Linked DNA regions of Sus scrofa: all the other regions are linked to region 2. The links are chromatin contacts, called in public promoter capture Hi-C maps. All regions are on one chromosome and are shown on one strand. Each heading gives the region's core, a stretch centred on a gene start, on an enhancer-like site or on the middle of the called end of the contact. The rest is flanking DNA. Distances are from core to core; before and after follow the strand shown. Region 1 holds the start of CUL9 (cullin-9). Region 2 holds the start of ABCC10 (multidrug resistance-associated protein 7). Region 3 holds the start of TTBK1 (tau-tubulin kinase 1).

What was found. Promoter capture Hi-C pulls out the DNA fragments that hold promoters and counts their contacts.
Region 1: a contact with region 2 is called in a promoter capture Hi-C map of liver, with 2.7 times the contacts expected there. The contact joins the promoter of CUL9 here to the promoter of ABCC10 in region 2. A contact is called at or near these places in 2 of 5 promoter capture datasets (fetal skeletal muscle and liver) and 1 of 2 datasets of contacts at active chromatin or transcription factors (alveolar macrophages).
Region 3: a promoter capture Hi-C map of liver shows a contact between it and region 2, with 2.5 times the contacts expected there. The contact joins the promoter of TTBK1 here to the promoter of ABCC10 in region 2. A contact is called at or near these places in 3 of 5 promoter capture datasets (fetal liver, fetal skeletal muscle and liver) and 1 of 47 Hi-C or Micro-C datasets (embryonic fibroblasts).

What each region holds. Positions count from the first base shown.
Region 1 is chr7:38,221,694-38,225,842 of Sscrofa11.1, reverse strand. CUL9 (cullin-9) reads right to left here and starts at 1,820. Exons shown (of 39, transcript XR_002345739.1): 1 at 1,634-1,820. It overlaps SRF (serum response factor), which reads right to left. Exons shown (of 7, transcript XM_005666020.3): 7 at 2,157-4,149.
Region 2 is chr7:38,430,303-38,434,850 of Sscrofa11.1, reverse strand. It overlaps ABCC10 (multidrug resistance-associated protein 7), which reads right to left and starts at 2,131. Exons shown (of 21, transcript XR_002345741.1): 1 at 1,813-2,131.
Region 3 is chr7:38,274,740-38,278,764 of Sscrofa11.1, reverse strand. TTBK1 (tau-tubulin kinase 1) reads right to left here and starts at 2,299. Exons shown (of 15, transcript XM_001929304.5): 1 at 2,240-2,299.

The DNA.
Region 1 (4,149 bases), core at 571-3,070, 210 kb after region 2:
GCTGGCAGCTGCAGCTCCGATTCAATCCCCCACCTGGAAACTTCCGTATGCCACAGGTGCAGCTCTAAAAACAAAAATAAAAAAACAGGAGTTCCCGTCGTGGCGCAGTGGTTAACGAATCCGACTAGGAACCATGAGGTTTCGGGTTCGGTCCCTGCCCTTGCTCAGTGGGTTAACGATCCGGCGTTGCTGTGAGCTGTGGTGTAGGTCGCAGACGTGGCTTGGATCCTGCGTTGCTGTGGCTCTGGCGTAGGCTGGTGGCTGCAGCTCCGATTGGACCCCTAGCCTGGGAACCTCCATATGCCACAGGAGCGGCCCAAGAAATGGCAAAAAGATAAAATAAATAAATAAATAAATAAACAAGTCCTGAACTTACGCTGTATGTATGTTGGGAGCAGTCTAAGTCAGGAAGATACATTTGGAGATGGTAACTATGGAGCTGAAGGGTAGGGAATGAGGTCAGGAGACAGCAGAGGTATTAGATAGGCAACACAGTACAGATTCAGAGTCAGATACATGGGACTGAATTCTAGCTCTTTCACTTACTATGGGCGGACAAGTTACTTAGTCTCTAAGCCTGTCTCCTTCTCTCCAAGATGGTAATCATATTCATAAACAACTCTTGAAATTGTAAAAACTTAGGATCACATATATACAGCATTTAGAACAGTCTCTATCTTAGCACATAGTGAGTGCTTAATAAACATAATCTAATATCACTATCCTCGGAACAAGAGAGAAGGCAGAGGCCCTCCTCAGATAAATGAAAGGCTATTAAGCCAGAAGATTAAAAACAGAAGCAGGGTGGTGGCTATGCTAGAGATAAGGGAAAGATAGGAAGCAGTGTGGGGGCAACACGGAATGCTGAGGGTAAGAACCCACGGTAAATCCAGATGAAGAAATGGTGAGGAGGCCAGGGGTCGTGTTGGGGTCCAGGTAGAGAAGATGAAAGTAAAAGAAAGGCATGAAGAAAAGGGGAAAGATGGGATGTGGACCTCGATAGGGGTAGCGGTCCAGTTAGCAGGAGGGGGGCGGGGACAAGCCAGAGAGGTAACCCGTTCTATGCGACAGATAATTGATGAGCTGGGGGAAAGGAAAGGCCTAAATGGGGTGCGGGGGGGGGAACTATCACCGGCTGAGGACAGGAGCTGAGGTGTGAACGCGAGGTCGGGACGCGGGGATGAGACAACTGGTAGGCGCAGGTGGCAAGGTCAAGCCAGCGCTTGCAGGCCAGCAAGGGGCGGTGGCGGAGGCCCGCACCGCCGCAGGAAGGGGCTTGTGGGGGGCAGGGTTAGAATGGGGGGGGGCGCGGCCGGAGGAGGCTGACCCGACAGAGCGAATCTCAGACAGCAACACCTGGCTCCTGTCGTCAGCCCCACAGAGAGTGGACAGGGGACCTGGGAAGGGATGGAGCAAGGACCGGCTGGGCGCTGGACACCCCTCTCACCTCCCACCGCCCGGCCGGGCCCTCGCTGGGACCCAGCGCCGGTCCCGCCGTCCTGGCCCCGCCTCCTCAGCAGCTCCCTTCCGGGTCACACCGCGAGCGCAAGCACGGCGGGCGGCTACGGGTCCCACCGCGGCCCACAGCCCAGCGCGGCAGCGGCCCGGCGCGCAAGCGGAGCATGCGTAGTACCCGCGGGCCGCTGCGTCCCGCGTATCCGCCGGCCGCGGAGCTTGAGATCTCGGTCAGGTTGCTCCCCTCGGCTGCAGTCGGCAGCCCTTCCCATCCAGTATTGACCTTGGAGCTCCCTCCTCCTACACTGGGTCTGCCCTCCTCATCCGCCCCGCGGAAACCTTGTAACCACACGCCCACCTCAGGGCCGGCCTTTTAGCTACCGCTAGGTCACGTGGCCGTGAGTTTCTCAAACCCGGGGCTCTGGATTGGTTGAATCACTTTACATATTAATTAAAATTGCTCATCTCTGTGTGGACTTAAGCACCTAGCAAAGCTGGGGCCAAAGCTGAAGGCCCCAGCCCCCTGAAATGTTCCTTAAGTCAAACTGTGGCGTTCAAGAGCCCAAAGCCCTCCGCCCCGCCCCGAGCATTCCGGCAAGCACCGAGGCTTACTTCTCAGTGCAGCAACTTTTGCGGTTGGATTCGCGTTCGTACCTCCCACCCTCTACGAGAAAAGAGAAAACAAAGGCAAAGACCCCACAGTCTGTGCACAAAAATGATACATTTATTGAAAGAGTATTTTTTTCTTAATACAAAAGAAAGCTCTGTACATAGGACTGTGACCATGTCCACTATTCCTGGGTCAGCATCCCAGGGGAAGTAGAAACCACTAACATACACACCCCACATTCACACGCACACATTCACTCAGGCGCGCGCGCACGCACACACACACACCCCAGAGCCACCAAGGAAGGGAAACACCAAGGGTCGCTGCACATAAAAATGCCACCTCATCCCTGATGCACGCATGTTCTCCCAAGGCCACGCTCACACGACACACATTATAAGCACTTTGCCTGATTCACTCACTGGGTCTGTCTTTTGTGGGAAGGAGAGGAGGAATTCATCAAGCTCTCCTCCCCAGGGTGGGGGAGCAGGGAGTGAGTGAGTGATGGTGGAGTGAAACAAGAGCAGAGAAAAGGGGCTGGGCAGTTACAGACCTGAGTCCCAAGCTCCCCCACTCTCTGGCCCCTGATTTGCCATGCCCCAATCTTGTGAGCCACCCACAAGCCCCCAGCTACCTCCAGGTGAAAGCCAGAAAGACGGCTTCCACCTTGGCACCCCAAACTGAGGCCAGACAGCAACCGGGGTTAGAGGTTTGGAGGTTCTCAAACACTTCGGCAAATCATCCCCTTGATTAACTAGGCTGTGCGTAAAAACTTCCCCCACCCCTTCACCTAATCACAGAAGCAGGCTTGTTCCTACTGAAGGCAGACCTAAGGGGTTAATAAAACTCCACCCCCCAGCTGCCCAGTTCTGAAAAAGCTCCCTCTCCGGATACAGGTGGTGAAAGTGGGCTCTGACACAGGGTAAAAGACCCTCCCCCTGTGTTGGCCCACCCTCAAGATCTACCCCAAAGGGGGCAGAGGGGGTGGGGGCACGGCCCCTGTACAAATTACATAAATACTGAGGTTACACTTAGAAAAATAAAGTCATTTTCTTCAAGGCTTTTTGTCTTAATTTTAAAAAGTTACAGTAGCTGCTCACTCCCTGGGAGAGCTGCCATTTCTGGCTCCCCTATGGCTGCACTCAGCCCAAGAGCTGCTCCCATATCTTCTGCCCCCCAGTCCTGCCTCTCACCCCCTCCCAGACCCCACCCTGCTCACTTCAACTTGGGCCCCAGGCAGCTACAGGCCTGCGGGCACACAAGGCTGCAATGCCCATGCGTGTGGCACAAATGAAGTCAGTTGCCTCTGACACCCCCCCACCCCCACATTTGGTCTCCCTCTTCCCTCTCCCTGGCAACAGCCCTGAAGGACAAAATGAGGCCCCCCGGGAGCTGTGGGTCACCCTCCCTACCCCGTTGGGGCATGGCCTGAGGGCCCCTCCCCCGGTTTTCTCCTGGAAACAACCCAGGACCGGGCAATCCCAGAATCTCCCCCACACACTGGCAGGGCCCCGAGCTCGTGGGGTGGCTCTGTCCCCAGAGGCCCAGCCAGTTCCAGGGAGCCCCAGGGCTCCCCAGGGAGGGGGAGCTTGGGTAGGGAGGGGGACGAGAAAAACGCCATAAAAAAAAGTTAAATATTTTAAAAATATATATTTATAGATTTGTTTTCACTTCGTCTCCTCAAATAAAAAGTTCAAAATCAACTTTAAGTAAAGCAGCTGGGAGGAGAGGGGGGGAAGACGGGGGGGAGAGGGAACCCTGGTGGTTCCCTCCAACCCAGCAGCCCCCAGAGTTCCGAGGGGAGCGGCAGGGCAGGGCAGGTCGCCCCAGGAGCCTGCTCTGTGCTCGGGGGCCCACTACTCAGGAGCTGCAGGGGCCATGGGTGCGGCTGGCAGGAAGAAGCCCCATTTCCCCAACTGGCTCCCTGAGGGGCAGGGGTCGGGCTCTTTTGCCCCAGCCTGTGGCAGACACAGTGCTGACATGGGGTCAGCAAGGAGGCTGGGAAGAGGACCCCAACTGCTTCCTCGGGGGCGGGGGGCCGCAGTGCCTAGTCCCACAGAGGCCTGTGTGTGGGAAGGGGAGCA
Region 2 (4,548 bases), core at 882-3,381:
AGGGATGAGAATTAACTGTAGATTAAAATGTTTTGGGATTTCTTTAAAAAAATCCACCAGTCACAGTTATATGGAAGAGTTTATATTTGGGTAAAAGTCAACCTTTAATAATTCTGTTTTCTGGAATTCCCATTGTGGCTCAGCGGGTTAAGAACTCACATAATGTCCATGAAGATGTGGGTTTGATCCCTGGCCTCGCTCAGTGGATTAAGGATCTGGCGTTGCCGCAAGGTGCAGCATAGGTCACAGATGTGGCTCAGATCCGGTGTTGCTGTGGTATAGGCCGGCAGCCGCAGCTCTGATTCAACCCTTAGCTCAGGAACATCCATATACTACAGGTACAGCTATAAAAAGGAAAAAAAAAATTCTATTTCCTAAGATGTGGGGATGGAAGAAAGAACATTGCGAGCCCTTGGAGGTTGGTACCCTGGTTCCAAGCTGGCATAAACCAGCCTTAGAAACTTGGGCAAGCCTCTTTCCCTCTCTGCATCTCATTTTCCTCATCAGCACAGTGAGCAGTGAGGAGTCTGGATCCAATGCCCTCTGAGGTTCTTTCCTGTCTGAGATTGTGAATCTCTCTAACCCTCTTCAGCAACTTGCAAAAGTCTGTCAAGTGAAGTGAGATAACCACAATTTCTTTTTTTTTTTTTTTGTCTTTTGTCTTTTGTTGTTGTTGTTGCTATTTCTTGGGCCGCTCCCGCGGCATATGGAGGTTCCCAGGCTAGGGGTTGAATCGGAGCTGTAGCCACCCGCCTACGCCAGAGCCACAGCAACGCGGGATCCGAGCCGCGTCTGCAACCTACACCACAGCTCGCGGCAACGCCGGATCGTTAACCCACTGAGCAAGGGCAGGGACCGAACCCACAACCTCATGGTTCCTAGTCGGATTCGTTAACCACTGCGCCACGACGGGAACTCCGAGAAAACCACAACTTCTATGGATTACAGGATGGACCTTCTTGTTTTCTCCTTACACTGTGAGTTCCCAAAGGACTATGTCAGTTTTGTTCCTTTGTTTTTGTTTTGCCTTGTTTTTGCTTTTTAGGGCCACACCCTTGGCATATGGAAGTTCCCAGGCCAGGGGTCGAATGGGAGCTACAGCTTCCATCCTATACCACATCACCTTAGAGAGGGTCACATTCTGTCCATTAGACTAGAGACTCCCAAAGACAGACTAGACTTTCCTCCTGCCTTGTCAGAAGCCAGAGCTTAAGATGACATTTAGCCATAACTAGCCATATAGGAATTAGTATAAAATCAAGGTGAGTTTAGCACCTGCAAATTATAGCCCCCAGTTCAGGAAGGATTAAGGTTCTGATTTTGCTCTTCTCTTCTACCCATTACATCTTTTCCACTTGAATACATATACTTTTCTTAGCCTAGAAACAATGAGGTTTCGTAGACGGAAGTGGTAAGGAACTGGTCCAACAACTTCAGAACATGTTAATCTTTTTGGCTTCAAAACACTGCTCACCCACTTTTGCCTCCAATTCATGACAACTGTGTTTGGGCATCTGAAGATCTACAGAAGTCATGATTTCTACATGGCATTGGGACTTTAAAAATGTGCCAGGCACTGCACTGTATGCTTAAACGCATTATGTAATTTAAATCTTCCAACAGTGCTATGAGGCTCAGGGAAGATAGTTAACTTGACCCAAAACAGAGTGGCAAAGTGGTGATGCCCAAATTTTATTCTTCTTTTGCCCCTACCCCACAGACATATTTCGGTTACACTGCCGCGGAAACGTGGGTTTCGAGCGAGGTCTGCAGGCACACATGGACGGGTGTCTTGCATCCCTCTCTACCCACCTCGGGTTGCCCCAGTGGCAGGCACTGAGCACGGCGAGGAGCGCGTGGGGCAGGGCGCTGAGCACCAGCTGGGTGAAGCAGTGGCCGGTGGTGTCCCCCTCCCACACTGGGAGCGGCTGCAGCGCGCTGGTACCGCACAGCTGGGCCAGGAACCGCTCCATGGAGGCCTCACCTGCGGGGAAAGCCGAGGGTGAAGAGGGAGAAGCTTTCCCTAGAAAAGAGAATCCGAATTCCCAAGTGCTAAGTGCGGAGAGCCGGCACCCGGGGGGCCGGGACGCTAATCAGGAAGCAGGGGTGGAGCCAGAGTGACAGCGCGTCCCCGGTGGAAGCAAAAGAGCGGGCTCCCGGCTTGGGGACCCTGGCCAGGCCCGCTTGGCACCCTCTAGAGGCGGGATGACCTCCCAGGCGCCTCTCGGGCCTTCCATTTGCAGGGTTTCTGTGCGCGTGCGCACCGCTCTCAGTCTGCGAAGGCCTGGGTAAACTCGCCCGCAGCTGTGGGTTGCACCAGGGTGTTTGGGCGCGCTTATGCTGCTCTTTTGCAGATGAATTCATCTCAGCTCTGATGCAGCGTCAGCCGTGCACTAATGTAGAATACTTGCTCCCATCTGTCTGCTGTTTACTAGCAGGCACATGCATTGCGCTTTCTAATTTTTTTTTTTTTTTTTTTTTTTTTTTTTTGCATTTTAGGGCCGCACCCGCGGCAAATGGAAGTTCCAAGGACAGGGGTTCCAAGCCGAGCTACAGCTGCCGGCCTACCCACAGTCACAGCAACTCGGGATCAGAGCCGCCTTTGACCTACACCACAGCTTAAGGCAACGCTGGATCCCTGACCCACTGAAGGAGGCCAGGCATCAAACCCCGCATCCTCATGAACACGGGTCGTATTCGTTTCTCCTTCACAAGGGGAGCTCCCACACTTTCTAATTCTTAAAACTTGCAGCAAGGGAAGCCAAACGTGAGAGCTATGCGCCACCTGGGGACACTTCCTCAGGGAAGTTACCTAACTTCTGTGAACCTGTTTCTTTATCTTTACAAAAGGGGGAATAACACCGTACCAAAGTACTGTTGAGAGAGTTGAATAATTAGTCCTATGGGCAAGTGCCTTGCTTAGAGTTGTCCTGCAATAAATAAATCTCTTTGGTAAGCAGTGGAAGAACATAAGCTTTATAGTAAAACAGATCGAGTTTGATTCCTGACCCTGCCAACTTTCAGCAGTGTGATCCTGGGCAAGTTACTTTTGCATCTTTTTTCCCCCTTTCTTTTCTTTTTACAGCGGCACCTGCTTATGGAAGTTCCCCAGGCTTGGGGTCAAATTGGAGTGGCAGCTGCAGGCCTTCGCCACAGCCGCAGCAAGGCTGGATCCGAGCTGCATCTTGGACCTAAGCCACAGTTTGTGGCAATGCAAGATCCTTAACTCAATGAGCAAGGAATTGAATCTACATCTTCATGGACACTATGTTGTGTTCTTAACCCACTGAACCACAACAGGAACTCCTACTTTTGCATCTTAGTTTTATTATTTGCTTAAAGGACACGATACTGGCTTACACCTCACTTAAGAATGCGCAGTGCCGGAGTTCCCGTCGTGGCGCAGTGGTTAACGAATCCGACTAGGAACCATGAGGTTGCGGGTTTGGTCCCTGCCCTTGCTCAGTGGGTTAACGATCCGGCGTTGCTGTGGCTCTGGCGTAGGCCGGTGGCTACAGCTCCGATTCAACCCCTAGCCTGGGAACCTCCATATGCCGCGGGAGCGGCCCAAGAAATAGCAACAACAACAACAAAAGACAAAAAAAAAAAAAAAAAAGAATGCGCAGTGCCCAAAGAAAAGTAGTTCAACAGATAACTCTGATTATCCCACTTAATCTCAAAAAGAGGCCTAGAATCTCTAATGTCAGAAATGAATGGTCCTATTTTTACAAAGTTAAATGCAGGTGTGCATTTCACACCCCTAATAATTAAGGGATTGGAGTAGGATGGGCCCCTGGGCTGAGAACAGCTGGGACTTATGAGGCTGAGTAAATTGGGCTTTGCTTCTCTCTCTTTTTTTTTTCTTTTTTGTCTTTTCCTTGAGCTGCTCCCGTGGCATATGGAGGTTCCCAGGCTAGGGTTCCCAGAGCCACAGCAACAGGGAATCTGAGCTGCGTCTGCGACCCACACCACAGCTCACAGCAATGCCAGATCCTTAACCCACTGATCAAGGCCAGGGATCGAACCTGCAACCTCATGGTTCCTAGTCAGATTCGTTAACCGCTGCGCCACAATAGGAACTCCGGCCTTTGCTTCTCTTTGACACTTCCTGGAGAGAGTTAATTGCAGGAGCTGAGCTCTGCAGGAGTAGAAAGATGACCACTTCAATCACTCCTGGGGTCAAGGAGATCTCCACAATTACACATGTGCAATAAGACCACTAGGGGTCAAAAAAGGAAGGGGCACCAGGCCATAGTAAGTCCTAATACAGTCCACAGGACCCCTTGCTCTGGAACCCATCTTTGCCAAAAGATGTGCATGTGTATTGGGGAAGGCTCTGGGTCTGGTCAGGTGTGAGAAAAAAAACAAGATAATTGGCCAAAGGAAAAGGAAGACCTGGAAGAACTGTCCTATATAAGTGATTTAAAACACCTCTCTGGTGTGCTCCCCACGCAGGGGGTTGCCCACACCTGCAGTCCTCTTTAGGTGTGTATTACTTCTTTGCTTCTTAAATAAACTTCTTTTCTGTGTACTCTCCCATATGTGGTA
Region 3 (4,025 bases), core at 1,050-3,549, 160 kb after region 2:
AGAGGCACGGCAGCCCTGTGACCACTCAGAGGAAATGAGGCAGGCTGAATTGGGGGGGGGGCAGCAGGAAAATGGAATGAGAAGGTAGGAGGAGTGATAGGGAGCAGCGGGTCTGGGTGGATAAGGAGTAAGAGAGCCTCTGCCCACACCTTTCTGTGTCTGCTTAGGAACCGACTGGAAGGAACACAGCCTTTGTCGCATACTGATTGGTAGAAGTTGGATATCAGGGAGCGTGTCCCAAGAATGAAGGCTGGGAATGCCAGCCAGCCTTACCCAGGGAAATATCAGTGGGCACAAGTGTGTCTGTGTGTGTATCCCTCTCTGTGAATGCGTATACATCTTTGTGTGTCTTCCTGTGTGTGTCTGTGCCTGTGTGTGCTTGTGTGTGTCTGTACATCTGGGGCTGCAGGGGCTTCTGTGTTCTTGTGTCTATCAGTGTGTGATGTGCTTGCGTGTGGGCAGGGGCCGGAAGAGACAGCTTTTTGAGATCTCTGCCAACCCAGTCTAGGAATGGAAACAGGATCTTTTCCTCTCTCCTTTCTCCCTACACTTTTGATAAGCACGGGGCTCACAGCGACCCTGGGGCTCACAATCACAGTTGTAAGGAAGTTACTCAGGCTGGGTATGGTGGGGGAGGTGGAGAGGAAGAAAGTGCCTAAGACACCTATGGATGGGGTGGGAACGACACAGGCCTGTCTTTCCTTGGGATGGACTAGTTGATGACATGGGCTCCTGGGTCTGGCCATCCCGGAACAGGGGCAGCGTGGGGTAGTGAAGGCATGAAAACGATCTTCAACAGGTCGCGGTGTGCCATGAGGGACAGGTGGAGAAGGGATCTTCCGGGAGAGGGATACTCTCACTCTTCCTGTCAAATGACTCAGCTGACTTTCCCCACCCCATCCACACAACTTCAGAGGATCAGAACTGTGGGGATAGCAAATAGGCCTCCACTTTCCTTCTGCCAAATGACATTCGGGGCATCATCAGGAACTCAGAGAGCAGTGGGGGCAATGGCAGGATGAAGGGAGAGGTAGGGATGGGGGATTCTGGAATAAAGGTGGAGGAGACAGGTTGAAGACAAGATTGAAGAAGCAATTGAACCAGTAAACGGGGGAGGGGAGCCGTAAGGAGTTAAAGAGGGTGACCTCGGGTGGGCCTTCCAGCCCTGGGATGGAGGATTCTGTAGATTGATGAGGAAGATGTGAATCCTGCTCCCACTCTATAGACGGGCAAGCGTGCAAGGAACAGGCGAAGTGGGAAAAGGGGGAGTAGAGGCAGGAAGATGAATGAGGATTCCCTGCCTCTCCCTGCCCAGCATCCTTCCCACTCTCTGCCTCAGAGGACTGCAGCCAGCCCAGGCTAGGGCTGATGACACGAACACGAGGAACCTGGCTGCTCCCTGATTGCCCCCTCAAGACTCTTTGGTGTGTAGTTATTGAGGGCTTGGGGAGGAGGTTTAAGGAATATCTGTCGGCAAGTGTGTATGTTTAAGAGTGGGGGGCCCCTGATGTGTGTGTGCGTGTGGGTTGCGGGGGCATAGCCAAGTGGCTGGCAGCTCATCCTAGCACGTGCATATAGGTGTTGAGGTGCACCTATGCAAGGTGTGAGCCAGGTGTGTGAGGGAATCTGGGAGCACAGTTAAGAAGAGGTGAAAGAGATGAGCGAGGAGTAATGGGATCAGGTTAAGAGGTGTGGAAGGGGGCAGAGGGGAGTGTAGGGGACAAGGGGTGACAGGATCAGAGGAGGGGGTTGCATAAGATGGAACAGGTGAGGGGCTCATCATGACAGGTGATGAGGGGACAGGACCATGAGAAGGATTTCTGGGCACAGTTGAAGGGCTGAGGAAGTAGGTAAGGAGGCTGGTGGGAGGAATGCAGGCACCGAGGACAAGAGAGGTTATGGAGACAGCTGGGAACGGCTGTCAGGAATGACAGGAGAGTGAAACCCTGGGGATGGGGACAGAGGTGAGAAGGGAGGAGCAAAACCCCTGGAGGACAGGCTGAAGAGGGTGGGTCTGTGTGCTGGGGGCAGGGCGCCGTTCCAGGCCTCGGGATGCGGCCCAGGCTGTGTAGGCCAGCGTCCCAGCTCGGGTGGAGACTGAGACGGCACAGGGAGGGGGAGCTGGAGAAGGCTGCGCTGGGAGGTGAGCCAGGCCGGAGGCCCAATGGGTCCACAGAAGGAGCCCCCTCCCCGACCCCCACCCGGCCCGCCGGCCCGGCCCCGCCCCGCCTCGCCTCACCTGCTCTGTGCCCGCTGCGGCTGCGGCTGCGGCGGCGGAGGCAGCGGCTCGGGGCGGCGCATCCCCCGGGGCCGGGGCGGGGCGGGGGCGAGGGCGGCTCAGTGCGGCGGCGCTGGGCGTCCCGCTCTCTCCGGCGGCGGCGGCGGTGGCGGCGGCCTCCCGACCGGGACCATCCCGGCCCGGTCCGGCCCGGCCCCGATCCTCCTCGGGCGACAGCGGCGGCAGCGGCAGAGCGGGGAGCTGCCCACAATGCACTGCGCCGCCAGCATCAGCACCAGCCCTGACATCACCGCCTCACCGCCCCGGCTCTTACATCACTGCCCTTGCTCTGACATCACAGTCTACTCTGCTCCTTTTTCCACTCCTGCAGTTCTAGGACCCTCTCTCTGATGGACCTGCTTCCATTCTTAGATTCTCCTAATTGGTCTTGGCCATTCATTTGACCCCATCTCCCAGCAGGGTCCCATCACTCCTTACCTGTCTGTTCCCACAAACCTCACCTGTCTCCATCACCCTTTATTTTCTCCACTCCCAGCATATCCCTGTCACTCCTCACCTGTTCCCATCAGCCTCAGCTAATTCTCACAGCATCCTCCACATGGCGATATTACTTTCCTCTAAATTCATTTCCCCTCACCTGTACCCATCCCCCTATAAGCCCCTCCCCCATTTCTTCTAACACCATCACTTATCTATAACATTCACCTTGCCGCATATATGCCTTACTTCCTGGCTCACACTGGCTCGCTCTTTCTTTGGTCCTTTCTCCCATCTGTTGACAAAGTCTCATTTCTCTTACAAATAAGATGAACACTCTTTACTGTGACACGATGCATTTTTTCCGATATGGGCCCAGAGGGGTAATTACTACCCTTCTGACAGATTAGGTTACTCAACATTCCCTGAACATACCTTGCGCTTTGTCTCTCCCAGCTCCGTTCCTTCCATTCTTCTTGTCTTCAGCAAATGCACACTGAGTACCTTCCCAACAACAACAATAATAAAAGCAGTAATGATAGAGTTCCCTTGTGGCACAAAAGGTTAAGGATCTGGCATTGGATCTGGCATTGTCATTGCAGCAGCTCTGGTCACTTCTGTGGCAAGGATTTGATCCCTAGCCCAGGAATTTCCACATGCAGCAGGCATAGCCAAAAAAATTTGTTTAAAAAGAGTAGAGGATCTGAACAGAAGTTTTTCCAAATAGGACATATAAATAGCCAACAAGTATGTGAAAAAGCGCTCAACATCACTAATCATCAGGGAAATGCAAATCAAAACCACAATGAGGAGTTCCCACTGTGGTTCATCGGAAACGAAGCTGACTAGTAACCATGAGGACGCAGTTTCTATCCCTGGTCTCACTCAGTGGGTTAAAGATCCGGCGTTGCCCTGAGCTGTGGTGTAGGTCACAGACTCCGCTCGGATCTGGTGTTGCTGTGGCTCTGGCGTAGGCCGGCCACTACAGCTCTGATTTGACCCCTAGCCTGGGAAACTCCATATGCCTTTTTTTAAAGACAAAACAACAACAACAAAAACAAGCGAACACAATGAGATGCCAGTTCACACTTGTCAGGATGAGTATTATCAAAAAGACAGGAAATGGCAAGTGTTGGTGAGGTTGTGGAGAAAAGGGAAAACTTGTGCCCTGTTGGTGGGAATGTAAACAGGTGCAACCACTATGGAAAGCGGTTTGGAAGTTCCTCAAAAAATCAAACGTGGAACTACCATGTGATCCAAAAATTCCACATTTGGGTTTTTAATCTGAAGGAGATAAAATCTCAAAAAG